Regions from separate parts of the Mus musculus genome. Here region 1 is linked to region 2. A link is a contact called in public Hi-C data. All regions are on one chromosome and are shown on one strand. The core of a region is the stretch at or near the end of the contact, and the rest is flanking DNA. Distances in the headings are between cores, read along the strand shown. Region 1 has its middle 16 kb from the start of Gm46162. Region 2 overlaps Gm36139 (a long non-coding RNA gene).

Region 1 (6,293 bases), core at 2,539-5,038, 160 kb before region 2:
GTTGACGAGGGGGGAGGGGAGAGACGTGGACACGGAAGGACAGATGACACGGGACAGCCCAAAACCAAAATACCAAAACCAAACCAAAAACAACCAACCAAATAAACAAACAAAACACCCCCCCCCCCCCCAAAGAACACACACACAACAACAACAACAACAATAACAAAACCTAACCAGGACACAGGATAACACTATGTAGCCCTTGCTGTTCTGAAACGCTCTATGTAGGAATAGGATGGTCTAGAACTCAAGAGATTTTCTTGCCTCTGCCCATTGAGTACTAGGATTAAAGGTATGTGCCACCGCCCTTGGCTAGAGGCTATTTTGAAAAAGAACATTTCTGAACAAAGATGCTTTTCTGGACAGTATTTCAAAACTATAGTTGAGTAAATAAACACACTCTGTTTAATGAGTCCCCCAAAGAGGTGTGGGAGATGGGTTGAGGTTGAAGCTTTGGTGGTAGACCGGATCAGTTGGATATTTGGCCTCGAAGTTGTAAGTCCCAATCCAGGGCCAGTAAGAATGCACTGTGCAGAGCCAAGGCTAAAGTAGCACCAGATACTGTACTCTTAACACCTTCTACTGACATTCTGTCGTCAGGAACCAGGTCTGTAGCCTGACCTTTTCCCTAAAATCTAATAAATAATCTCTAAAAGGTTTATGACAGAGATGCTTCTAATAAAATGTTTATATCACACACACACACACACACACACACACACACACACACGAATGAGTAGGGTGAAGGAGTATGGGCTGAGCATGATTTTCTCTTCCTCACTTTGGTTTTAGGTCGTTCGTTATGTAACACTATGGCATTATTGTCTAAACTTCATTTATATGCTACCATAACTATTTTTTCTATAGTTCTAGAAAGCACAGGAGTACTCAGTCTAAATGACTAAGTGCTTCCTGTTATAATTCTGTGTTCCCAAAAGTTATTAGCTTACACAATTCCTTTATTCATTACAGTGTGTGTGTTTGTGTGTGTGTGTGTGTGTGTGTGTGTGTGTGACTCGGGGAATTGAACCTACAGCTTTGTACATCTTGGGCAGTATTTAACCACTAAGTCTTACCCCCAGAGAATTTTCTAGAACAGCATTATTATTTTTTTTATTATTATTATTATTTTTATTTTATTTTGGTGACACATCACTTAGTAAATATTTTTAGCTTCATGGACTGCTCTGTTTCTTCTGCGGCTCACCTCTGCTGATGTGGTGGAATGCTGCTGTTACCACAAAACTTTTTTTATAAAACTAAGTGTTGGTCTGTGTTTGTCCCAGCGGTTGTAGTTTTGTATTGCCCCACTCCAGGTGTGTGACTTTCTTTCAAAAACTTACTTATTCCTAAAATTTTCACACAAAAATATTTATTTTTAAAATTTCCACATAAAATGTATTTTTAAGATTCAAAATGCATTGGATGTTGAGTCTATTCTCACACTCCCTATCCTTTGTTCAGTCCTCCTGCTCCTGAAATGTTTTGAAATATCCTTTCATCCACCTCTGGCTTATTTTCTAGTCTTATTATTTATGCATTTATTTTTGTATGTTATTTATTTTATGTGCGTGCATGCGTGCGTGCGTGCGTGCATGTATGTGTGTGTCACACAGTGTGAGCCATTTCACTAGTCCCTATGTTTTCTTTTTAAATTTTGCAATTTATTGAGTTCATTTTAAAAAAATGTTTGTCTGTGAGAATCCTGTAATTTTCCTTAGGTTGTGGTTTCTTCTACAGAGTCCCTTCGTTTCTCCCTCCCACCCCTCCTTTCTTCTTATAAAGCTTCATGTATTCCAGGCTGGCCCCAAGCTCCTTATGTAGCTGAGGATGGTCAGGAACTTTCAATCCTCCCAGTTCCAGGTTGCCGCTGCACATCCCGGTGCCCGTCCATTCAGAGAGTGCCATAGATTTGGAGGCTGCGTTTTGAGGTTGGAGTAACTCGCAGGCCGGATGGAAGTTTTACACTCTCTTTTTCTTTTCGGGTTTTTTGTTTGTTTTTTGTTTTTGTCTTTTGAGACAGGGTTTCTCTGTGTAGCTCTGGCTGTCCTGGAACTCACTCTGTAGACCAGGGTGGCCTCGAACTCAGAAATTCACCTGCCTCTGCCTCCCAAGTGCTGGGATTAAAGGCGTGAGCCACCATGCCTGGCGGTTTTACACTTTCACTGGAGAGTTTGGTTTTTCTTTTTGTTGTTGTTGTTGTTGTTGTTGTTCTGTAGCAAAGACCATCCAGTCACGTGACAGCTGTAAGTCCTTCTTGGACAGACTATTCTAGGCCTTAATTTTTTCCCTGATTCTTCCTGGGGCCCTGGGGAATGGTAAAATCTGGAATATTTTAATCTACCTCATCTTGCCTACCCATTCCATTGGGTCATTTTCCTCTGACTCTACTTTTTGAAGGGAGGGAGAGTTACATTAGAATTCTCTGAATCTGTTTGACCCGGACTGTGAACGCGGATGTTGTCCGGAGAGGGACAACAGCCCCTCCGATGCCTCCTCTAAGTCCTCAATCCTATTTCCAGTGGAGGCTGAGACCTCTCATTTTTTGCTAACGGTGATGGTTTCTTCTTTGAAGGTTTAGATTCAGACTGTGGGAGATCAAATCAGGGGCTCAGATTTGTGCGTCAGTTTCCACATCTATAAAATGGAAATAACAGATCACCGGGCTGTTAACCGCCTCCGTTCCCAGCCTTCTGGGTGGAAAACCAGGTTATGCATCTCCCGTTGAAGGAGCAATCCTGTGCGTTTAACATACCTGGCTGTGTTTATCTGGGAGCCCACGGATCTTTGTGGTCCCAACATCCGCATGTGCCATCTCCCCCAGCTCTGCCCTGTTCATTTCCACTTTTATTATAATTTAAATCACATTTCGTTTATCTGTCATGTGTGCGTTTACATGCACGCCATAGCACATATGTGGTGGTCAGAGGACAGCTTATAGGAGTGGATTCTTTCCATCTGCTGTGTGGATCCTAGGGATCAAAACCAGGTTGTGAGGCTTGGTGGCAAGCGCTGTGACTAGCTGAGCCATCTCATCAACCCTGTCTTCACTATTATTGTCACACGCTTTTGATCTTTGTTTTTTTTCAGACGTTGGGATATTTGATTCAGCCCTGTGGTCTTTTTGCTATGCTATTTTTTAATTTAAATTTATCTATCTATCTATCTATCTATCTATCTATCTATCTATCTATCTATCTATCTATCTATCTATCTATTTTGTTTTTTCTAGGAGACAGGCTTTCTTTGTATAGCCCTGACTGTCCCGGAACTCACTTTGCTGGCCTGGAACTTAGAGGTCTGCCTGCCTCTGCCTCCCAAGTGATGGGACTGAAGACGTGTGCCACCGCTGCCTAGCTTTCATTTTGTAAGTGAAAACATAATCCTTTCTCCCTTCCCTTTCTGTCCTCCAACCCTTCCCATTTACCACTTGCCTCATACATTCATGGCTTCTTTCCCCACCTCCCTGCCCCCCACATATATGTATAGGTGTATGTATCTATAGATCAATACAACTTGGTCTGTCGATTAGTGTCACTTGTATGCATATGACTATACTGACTAATTGGTGTTGATAACCAATTGCAGGCTTATGCCTGGGAGAGATGAGTTATCCCTCTCTCCGTGTTCCTTGGTTGGCTGTAGTTCTCTTTGTCTATGGCTGCAGGTCCCTATGCGTCTTCCCCTTTCCATGTCAGCTTGCCTAGTGGGGTTGTGCTTGTTCAGGTTTTGTTCCGACATCCATATTGTTGAAGCCTACCTGTCATTTCTAGGGCATGCAATCTCACAGCAGAAGTACTGGTCCTCTGGCTCTTACAATGCTTCCACATTTTCTACTATGATGTTCCTTAAGCTTTTGATGTAGGAGTTGTGTTGTAGACATATCAGTCGAGGCCAGGGCAACCCATGATCAGATGTTCTCTGCCTTTTAATGAGTTGTGGTTTTCTGTCACGGCCTCCACCTGTTGCAAAGAGAAGTTTCTTTGATGAGGGATGAGAAATATTTATCTGTAGGTGAAAGGATAAATGTAGTTAGAAATTGTGCTGGTTTGGTAAAAGTTCAGGTATAAAGTTCCTTCCTAAGATCCGTGGATAGTTGGTTAGGTTTCCAGTACATGACTTCCCTCACGTTGAATGGGCCTCATATTCAAATAGACTGTGTTGGTTACTGCCAAAAAAAAAAAAAAAAAAGAGTCCCACTATTGCACACTCAGGGATGTAATGGCATGCTGATTGTCATTTAGTTCATAGGTGTATCACAGGTAGGTAGGACTGTTGGAAGCTTGCGTATGACCTTTCCATGTCACTGCGAAAGCTAGTGTTCAGGGGGGAGGCTCTCAGGTCAGATCCAGCTCGGGTCTTCTGAGTCCTGTGTGCGATATGAATGCAATATGAATGGTGCCCTCAACAGTAAAGACTTACCTTTAGACTGAGAGACAACCAAGGGGAACAGTGATAGCCTATAGTGTTTCGGGCATCTCTTGGACTCCATGACCAATAGCCCAACTTTTTGAAGCTCTATAATCATTTCTTATTAAAAATTAAGCTTTTAGGCCAGATATGGTGTCACGTGTCTCTTGTTCCAGCACTAAAGTGGCAGGCGCTGAAAGATTGCTATGGTTCAAGACCAGGATACTTTACATAAGGAATCTTGGGCCAACCAGGGGAATATAGCTCTGTGTTAAAACACCAAACAATAGAAGTCACACTAAAGTCCAATTAATACAACTGCATCTTAATCATTAGAGATGGTAGAAGCCTTGGCGAGGAAAGGGGGCCATTAGTAAGTTTAATACACGAGTGGTAGAGAAAGGACTAGCCTGCCCTTCTGTTTATAAATAATTAATTCATGTTCAGCAGTGTGTAGCCTTGACCGACTCTGCTGCCTTGGCTGCTGTATAATTTGCAGGATTTCAGAGTATATCCTTTTCACTCCTACTGCCTGCCTCTCATGGTCTCTTCTAAGTCCTTCTCTGCTCTTGTCTTCGGTTACAGCTGTCTGCTCTCATATCTTGCCACCTGATTTGACGTTTGCACAGACTTCTCCATTCTTTCCTGTGGAAAGAGATTCTTTACGCTCCCGCCTGTAAAGACAGAGGAACTTGTTACTGCTGCTTCATGCTGTGGCCCAAAATTTTGAGCACAGGCATGTTTTATTTTGATTCAATTGTGTGGCTTAGGATAAAATGGATCCTGTTAGAATGGAACATACTAATTCCTTGGAAATCTTTGTTTGTTTGTTTGTTTGTTTTTTTTAAAAGGAGGAGTTGGAGTTATGGGCAGGCTCAATTTCCAGTAGATTATTTATAATTCCCATTTCTGTATTCTATTGTGGTATGAATGCTTTTTAAATATTTTATTTCTCACATAATGAAAATAAACAATTCTACTTCAATAATAACATCATTGCTCAGTGGGACGGAATGACAGATGAATTATATATTTTTCTTTTATGGTTAAATAAAAATCAAATAGAAAATCCATTTATCTTAGTCTTTGGCAAATATAGTCTTCAGGAGGCTTATGCAGTCTTCCCCCTTAATATTAAATATGAGAACGTTAATGTAAGAGTCTGTACCAGCCTGAGGAGTCAATTTGAAAATTAAAGAAAATTTTTGATGCCGATTTGTTTCCTGCTAAAATTGGATTTTTTTTTTCTTCATGAAAGAAATCACTTCTTAAGTTCTGATTAATTGAAGGTTTGATATTTTTTCCCCAGCTCTTGTTTATGAGTTACCACACCATGGGGTGTGACCAAAATACATGCTCAGTGTGAGTCACTGTGGTCCATGAGGTCAGTTACATAACAGCCAGTATGTCCAAGGTTCTGTGTAGACAGTCCACGTGGGAAACTAATGACGGGGAGAGTCTTTTAGTCAGGTCTCCTGCATTCATACAAACATGGTTTTAACAGAGGTGGAAACACTGGCCACCTGTTTTGTGACACTGCCGAAGGGTCATTCCAAGTGTCCACAGTAACAGGACAACATCAGAGCGGACCGCCAGGTTACTACTACGAAGAAGATAGTAAAGTGAGATCTGTTTTCATTTCCAGTCTGTGTGTCTGTCCGTGTGTCTGTGTGTCTGTGGGTGGGTATGGAAGGGGAACACAGGTGCCCTTGGAGACCAGACACTTTGCATTCTCCTGGAACTGAACTTTTAGGCTGTTGTGGGCTGCCTGATGTGGGTGCTGGGAACTGGACTCTGGTCCTTTGAAAGAGCAATATTTGCTTTTAACTGCTAAGCCATCTCTCCAGTCTCTACTATGCAGACTTAACAAGCATTTGAGA
Region 2 (5,988 bases), core at 3,152-5,651:
CAAGGGCCCTCATTTGGGTGGGTGTCTGGGAGAAGGCTGCAGAAAGTCTTGAGATGCCCAGTAAGTCTCTAATGAGTGGCTGGAAACTACCAGTGTCCCCCAGCGCCCCCTTGCCCCAGGCAGTCACTTAGTGAAGGGCTCATCAACATCCATCATGACAGCTGTCCTCTCGCCATCACTCCCCAGACCCTGATAGAGTGGCATCAAGGTTAGGTAGATTGTGATGCCCTGAGATTTTAGATAAGAGGCATATGCTATGGTTCAAATCTATGTGCCCCTCCAAGTTCATGTGTTAGGATTTAATGTCCAAGGTAATCAATCATATTAAGGGTGAGACCTTTTGGGAAGAGGCTAAGTCTTTACCATTATGTCCTCCTGAGTGGGATAAGGATTCTTTAAGGGAAGTAGAGGGAACTGTCCTCTTTAATACAGTTTAAGTCTGGAATGTCTCCCAGAGAACCCTTGGGTTAAAAGTTGGTCTTAGGCTTGACACTATGCTATGTGCTCCCACAATGCTATGCTGCCTTTGCTCAACAGGGCCACCTGGTCATGAACGCTGTGAGCTTTGTTCCTGGACCGTGTGATGATATACCATTGTCCCCTCCAGAGGACACAGCATGAAAGCCCTGACCAGACACTCATCTGCAAGTGTCTTGATTTTCGAGTTTCTAGGTTTCTAAACTGCACAAAAGTTCTATTATTTCTAAACTAATAAATTTATGGCACTTTGTTATAACTCCAGGAACAGACATATCCAACCTACAGTAGACTCTAGTAGTTTGTTGTTTAACTGTCCTACTTTCAGAGTATACAACTTCCAGTGCATGTACTGCCTAGAATAAAGACATTATTGTGTCTGCTCCCTTGTACCTACATGGCCATGTGATTAAGTTATAAACCATGAGAAATGTGTAAATAGAGTATGATAGCTTTGGGGAGTTTTAGATTAAGGCGTGTTTTGTTATCAGTTTTATCTCTGTTTCCTGGAATGTAGATGTTGTGTGGAATATGAATGCCAGCATTTGGAAAGTGAGCAAAGAGATTTAGAGAGGTCTGGGTTAAAGCTGTCGAGTTTAGTAATGATACAGGCTTTCTGATATATTGCACGGGACATGGTGAGAATGAAATATTATCGATGTTTATCCTAAATTCAAATGTTCTTGAGTCTTGTGCCTTGCTTTGGCGTACATCCTGATCTGGACCCCACACAGAAGCCATATCAGCCCCCAGGAAGTCTCCCAGGGATTCTACATATGAGGAAACCAAGCTGCATCATATTTTTCTGTCTCTTGTACACAAACTTAATTCAACAAAATCAAAGCAGTATGTTCCTATACTGAGCCTCTCACCTTTAAAACTTTACCACAATGCCCTTTTCTTCAGTGTTGCTTGTAAGTACAAAATTGTATATTCCATACACCTTTTTACAGTTTCTACAGACATTTTGGGGTTCTGGGGATGGCTCAGTGGGTGAGAGTACTTGTTACTCAGGCATGATAACCTGAGTGGGGATTCTCCACACCTACTTAAAAAGCCAGCTGTGGCCATACTCACCTGTGAACCGAGGACTGTGGGATCAGGAGGTAGAGACAGAAAGCTTCTTGGAACTTGACGGGGACCAGCTACCCAATAGACAGCAATCTCGAGGTTCGCTGAGAGACATTGTCTCAAGAGAGCAAGGCAGACAGATAGGCTAGAACACCCAATGTCCTCTGACCTCCACGTGCTCATACACCTGCACATACATGCGTGTGAACGTACGTGTTGGGCCATAGTGATCGCATTTGGTTACAGTGATCTGCTCATATTTATGGTTTACAATGCTTTACAATGGCCTCATTTTTTCATTTTACATACAATGTCTCATTATTTGGCCTTGCTCATATAACTGGAAAGAAGTGAGTGTCAGGCTTGAATTTGCATCTGCTAGCTCAGTCTGTTGGTGTCTCTGCTGACTTACGACTTCTGTCCTGACCTTAGCTGATTTACCAGGAATGAAACACAGGCAAGTTGCCCTTTGTTGGGAGTGACTGAATGCAGGGAGCCCATCTGTTCTGCTCTGTGGCCTCAAGATCTGCAGGTTCAACGTCTGAGTGTCACAAGGCTTTGGAAAGGGGACCAAGCCAGGATGATTGCATTTGTAGGTTGGAGGGAGTGGTGGTGGGGTGGAGGTGGGGCACAAGTAGCCTCTCACACAGTTACATAAGAAGCATAAAAATAGAGGCTGTCTTGATTGTGTTAGCATCCGGATGAGTTCCTAGAAGACTTCCTTTTTGGCGACTTTGAGTGAAATTCTCCTTCCTGTAGCAAGAAACTCTTGCAAGAAGTTTGAATCAAAGTTCTTCTGTTTTTAAAGTATGGCTTTGGGATAGAAGATCTGGGTGCTTAGTAAACATTTGATTAGATAGTGTTTTCATATTTGCTTTGAATAGTAAGTGTAAGTAATACTACCACCACAATAAGCTCCCAAGCCTTGGTTGATGTCTTGGTTTTTCAAAATTGTTAAGAATGTTCCTGTGGAGGACTAAACCACCAACCAAAGAGTACACATGGAGGGATCCATGGCTCCACCCGCATATGTAGTAGAGGATGGTCTTGTCGAACATCAATGGGAGGAGAGGCCCTTGGCCCTGAGAAGGCTTGATGTCCCAGTGTAGGGGAATCCCAAGACAGGGAAGTGGGAGTGGATGGGTTGGGGAGCAGGGGTGGGGGGGAAGGGAATAGGGGATTTTCAGAGGGGAAGCCAGGAAAAGGGATAACATTTGAAATGTAATTAAAGAAAATATCTAATAAAAAAGATAATTAAAAAAGAAAAAAAATCATTAAAAGTAGGCATTGAAAAAAATTAATAAATTTTTTTTAAAATTAATAATAAAAAAATTAAAAAATGTTCCTGGACTGTCTTTTGTGGATGGTCTTCTCCATGAACCTCCAGAACTTCAGGCCTTCAGGAACTCTTTCCGTTTTAAAGTTGTGTTCCTGCTTAACCACTCAGCGACCCTCTCTCCAGCCAGCTGTTGAGGAGAGGGCTGGGGAGCTGCCTGTGGAATGGTTGCAGATACCAGGTCTGGAAGGCATTCATTGGCTGGAGGTTAGACAGCTGCTCATAGAGAAGGCAACTGGACAAGTAGGGCTGAGTTTTGAACCCAGGAAGCAGAGGGGCGGGCTTTATTCCATCTCGTTTCACTGTGTACACCCATCTTTACCACAATCATTTCAAACACTTTTAACTCGAGATAGCTTAGGCAGGACACAGTAAAAGCTCATTTCAATGTGTATTTTGGAATTAAACCATTTTGGTCTCTAATTAAACTTTAAGAATATCCCAAGATTTCCAGAAAGACCGATACAAGGCATCCATTGGCATTTACTGTGATTTAGCCAAAGCAGCCACTGTCATCATCTACAAATGTATTTGCAAAAAAAAAAAAAAAAAAAAAAAAAAGCCCTAGAATTGAGTTTTGATGACCTTATTTACAAGGCATCTATAACCCTTGACCTTATCTGTCTCCTTGTTCCTAGTCACTGACTTTAGAGCATTTAATGGAAAGTTAGTTTACTAAAACATCTACATTAGGATTCTCTTCAAATGTCTACAATATGATGAGGATACCCATAGGGTTTATTTTTAAAAGGCTTCCACTGCTTAAACAAATTAAAAGCAGTAGTGCTGAGAGTCTCTTTCAGCTCCCATATTTCCAATGTGCTGTCTCTCTATTTTTAGCTGTCATTGAAAGGACTAACTCCTGATTGCATCTACATGGTGCAATTCAAATTACTTAAGCTGTTTTCGTTAGCAGGAAAAGTTAGTTTCACTAGGGAGCTTCTTGCACAATGCTTGTCTCCAGCTTGTCTTAAATCAATTAGTTCAGAAACTCATAGAGCTGGAAGTCTCCAGAGCTGTCTCCCAACTGATAACCCATGCTAATAATTTGCACAGCTTATTCGACATCGGCAAAGTGAAACATGCTTTTGCCTGTTCATAATTGAGTTCATCTCTCTTGCGTTAACCGTATTGGTTGGTTTAATTAAAGAGCCACAGGCTTGCTAAGGACCAATATGGATTATCTCCTGCTTCGAGTTCCCTCTTGTTTAGATTTGGACATCTGCTTTGGGTCTAAGGGACTCTCTCACTGTCCCTTTAACAGCAATGCGCCCCCTCCCCTGCATATCTCACCCAGGAGTGTCTTAAGCCTGAAATATACAGCTAAGTCATATATTGTGTCTTGTTGTAGCAGCAGCTGCTGTAGTTTGTTTTTAGGGCTGCAGTTTGAGGTGAAGGTCATACTTTCTGTTCTCATGACTGCTGATAATGGCTGCAGGGCTCCTGAGGGAGCAGCCACAGACCAGAGCATGATGGGAGAAATGAACTCAGGTGACCCTTCTGTTTTGCTTAGATGAGGCATTACTGGGGAGTTCTTACCTAGGGCCAGGCTCCTGCGTCTGTCACTGCCCTCTACTGGATCAGTGCAGATGCCCGAGCGACACAGAGGGGCAGCTGATGAAGACTCTGGAGCCCAGCTCTGGGGATGTGGAGACAGACCTTACTCTTCACATCACCTGCATGCAATTAGCTGGTGACCGACCGTGGGTTGCTTGGTTTGACGTTTGCTTGTGCTGGAACGAGTCACATCTGTGAGATCTACCAGATGTGGGTTCGATTTGATTTTGCACAGTTGCAAAATAAATTGCATTTGGGCTTTGAGAGAAGATATATTTAGATCAGAGACATGAGAAGACCAAATGTTTCCAGAATGCGGAAAAAGACCGTGGCAAGAGCGTTTTACCGAGGGCGGATGGTTTGTGTCTAAGCCGACCCAGAGATGTATATTAAAAATTTCTTCAGAAGTTATCATAATTCCATCGTAAGCCTTCAATGTGCATTGCTGTGGAGGGGGACAGATCGACTTGGGGGGCTATTTGCTTTAGTCATCAACATGACTTTCCTCCCCAGAACCACTTCTTCTGCTCTGATCCCTATACATTTATCAACCCCTATTCCCTTTGCTTAGCTTAATGGCTTTTGGACTCTCAGCTACGTTTTATTTTTCATCCAAACTCTCTGCAGAAGTGGCAGGAATGGAAAAATAACCCAGAGATGAGATCTATATGCTTGTCCTTTGTGGTCCTTGGGAAAAACTATAGAAAATTCAAGTAAGAATAAAGAGGAAACATTAAGTCACCCCATTTGTCTCTTCCAGTCCATCTTTCTTTACCTCTGTGAGTAGCTGGTGAGGTTGCTTTTATCCAAAGCCCCCCCCTGCCTTCTGACCATCCCTTGAGTTATGTCAGCGTGAGTTCAGGTCATTTATGCCCCACTTCCCCCAACCCCCACTCCCATGGGGTGGCTGCCAGCTAGCTGCACTTCTTGAGTGAAGGCCCCAGCCTGTGGCTAGCAGTCTCCTTCCCTTAACTCTCTCTACAAAGCTTCCTGTCCTAGGCATTGCTAGCCCTGATGACTGGTAGGGTTCACCCCAACACCTGTAAGGTTCTCTATCAGAACCTCGCAAACGTGCCCCTTAATACACTTCTCAAATTACTTGAAGAGTTTCATTTGTTTTCTGCAGAAACTCTGCATAGTACAGTTATAATTACTATCCCCAAATAAGCTATTGTGAGTATTTTCTTAGCTCAAGCTACCATTAGGATGTTGTATATAGGTACCATATTTAGCATGTGCTTGCACATGTATCTCTGTCTATTTTTCTATATATTTTCCACACATGAACATGGGAGAGAAATGAGCTGTGTGGAGAGAAACGAACTTTAGGCAGTGAAGCATCTCTGTGTGGTATTGTCCTGGTGGGTCTGCACCATTAGACACTGGTAAAAATCATGGAATGTACATCAAGGGTAAACCCCACCAAATAAGCCTTGCCCTTTTGGTGATGATGATATGTCTGTGGGGGCTTATCAGTCATAAAACATGTACCACTCTGGTGTGTGTGTAAGGATGCTGATAAGGGGAAACTGCCTCTGTGGGGCAGA

What was found. A called contact is a pair of places that touch in the nucleus more often than the background predicts.
Region 1: a Hi-C map of the G1E-ER4 cell line shows a contact between it and region 2, with 2.0 times the contacts expected there. The contact joins two enhancer-like sites. A contact is called at or near these places in 5 of 39 promoter capture datasets (the HPC-7 cell line, cranial neural crest, embryonic stem cells and 2 more), 5 of 484 Hi-C or Micro-C datasets (the G1E-ER4 cell line, the HPC-7 cell line and cardiomyocytes) and 5 of 115 datasets of contacts at active chromatin or transcription factors (acute myeloid leukemia, bone marrow-derived macrophages and embryonic stem cells).

Annotation. Positions count from the first base shown.
Region 1 is chr1:151,264,511-151,270,803 of GRCm38.p6, reverse strand. No RefSeq gene overlaps it. Among named protein-coding and RNA genes, the nearest start is that of Gm46162, 16 kb to the right of the region's middle. Within about 2 kb of position 3,788, at least 3 of the 459 cell types and tissues checked have an H3K27ac peak or open chromatin away from gene starts, as enhancers often do. A contact at or near this core is called in the G1E-ER4 cell line, where this site is marked.
Region 2 is chr1:151,101,639-151,107,626 of GRCm38.p6, reverse strand. All of the region lies in intron 1 of Gm36139 (a long non-coding RNA gene), which reads left to right. Among named protein-coding and RNA genes, the nearest start is that of Gm36077, 21 kb to the right of the region's middle. Within about 2 kb of position 4,401, at least 42 of the 459 cell types and tissues checked have an H3K27ac peak or open chromatin away from gene starts, as enhancers often do. A contact at or near this core is called in the G1E-ER4 cell line, where this site is marked.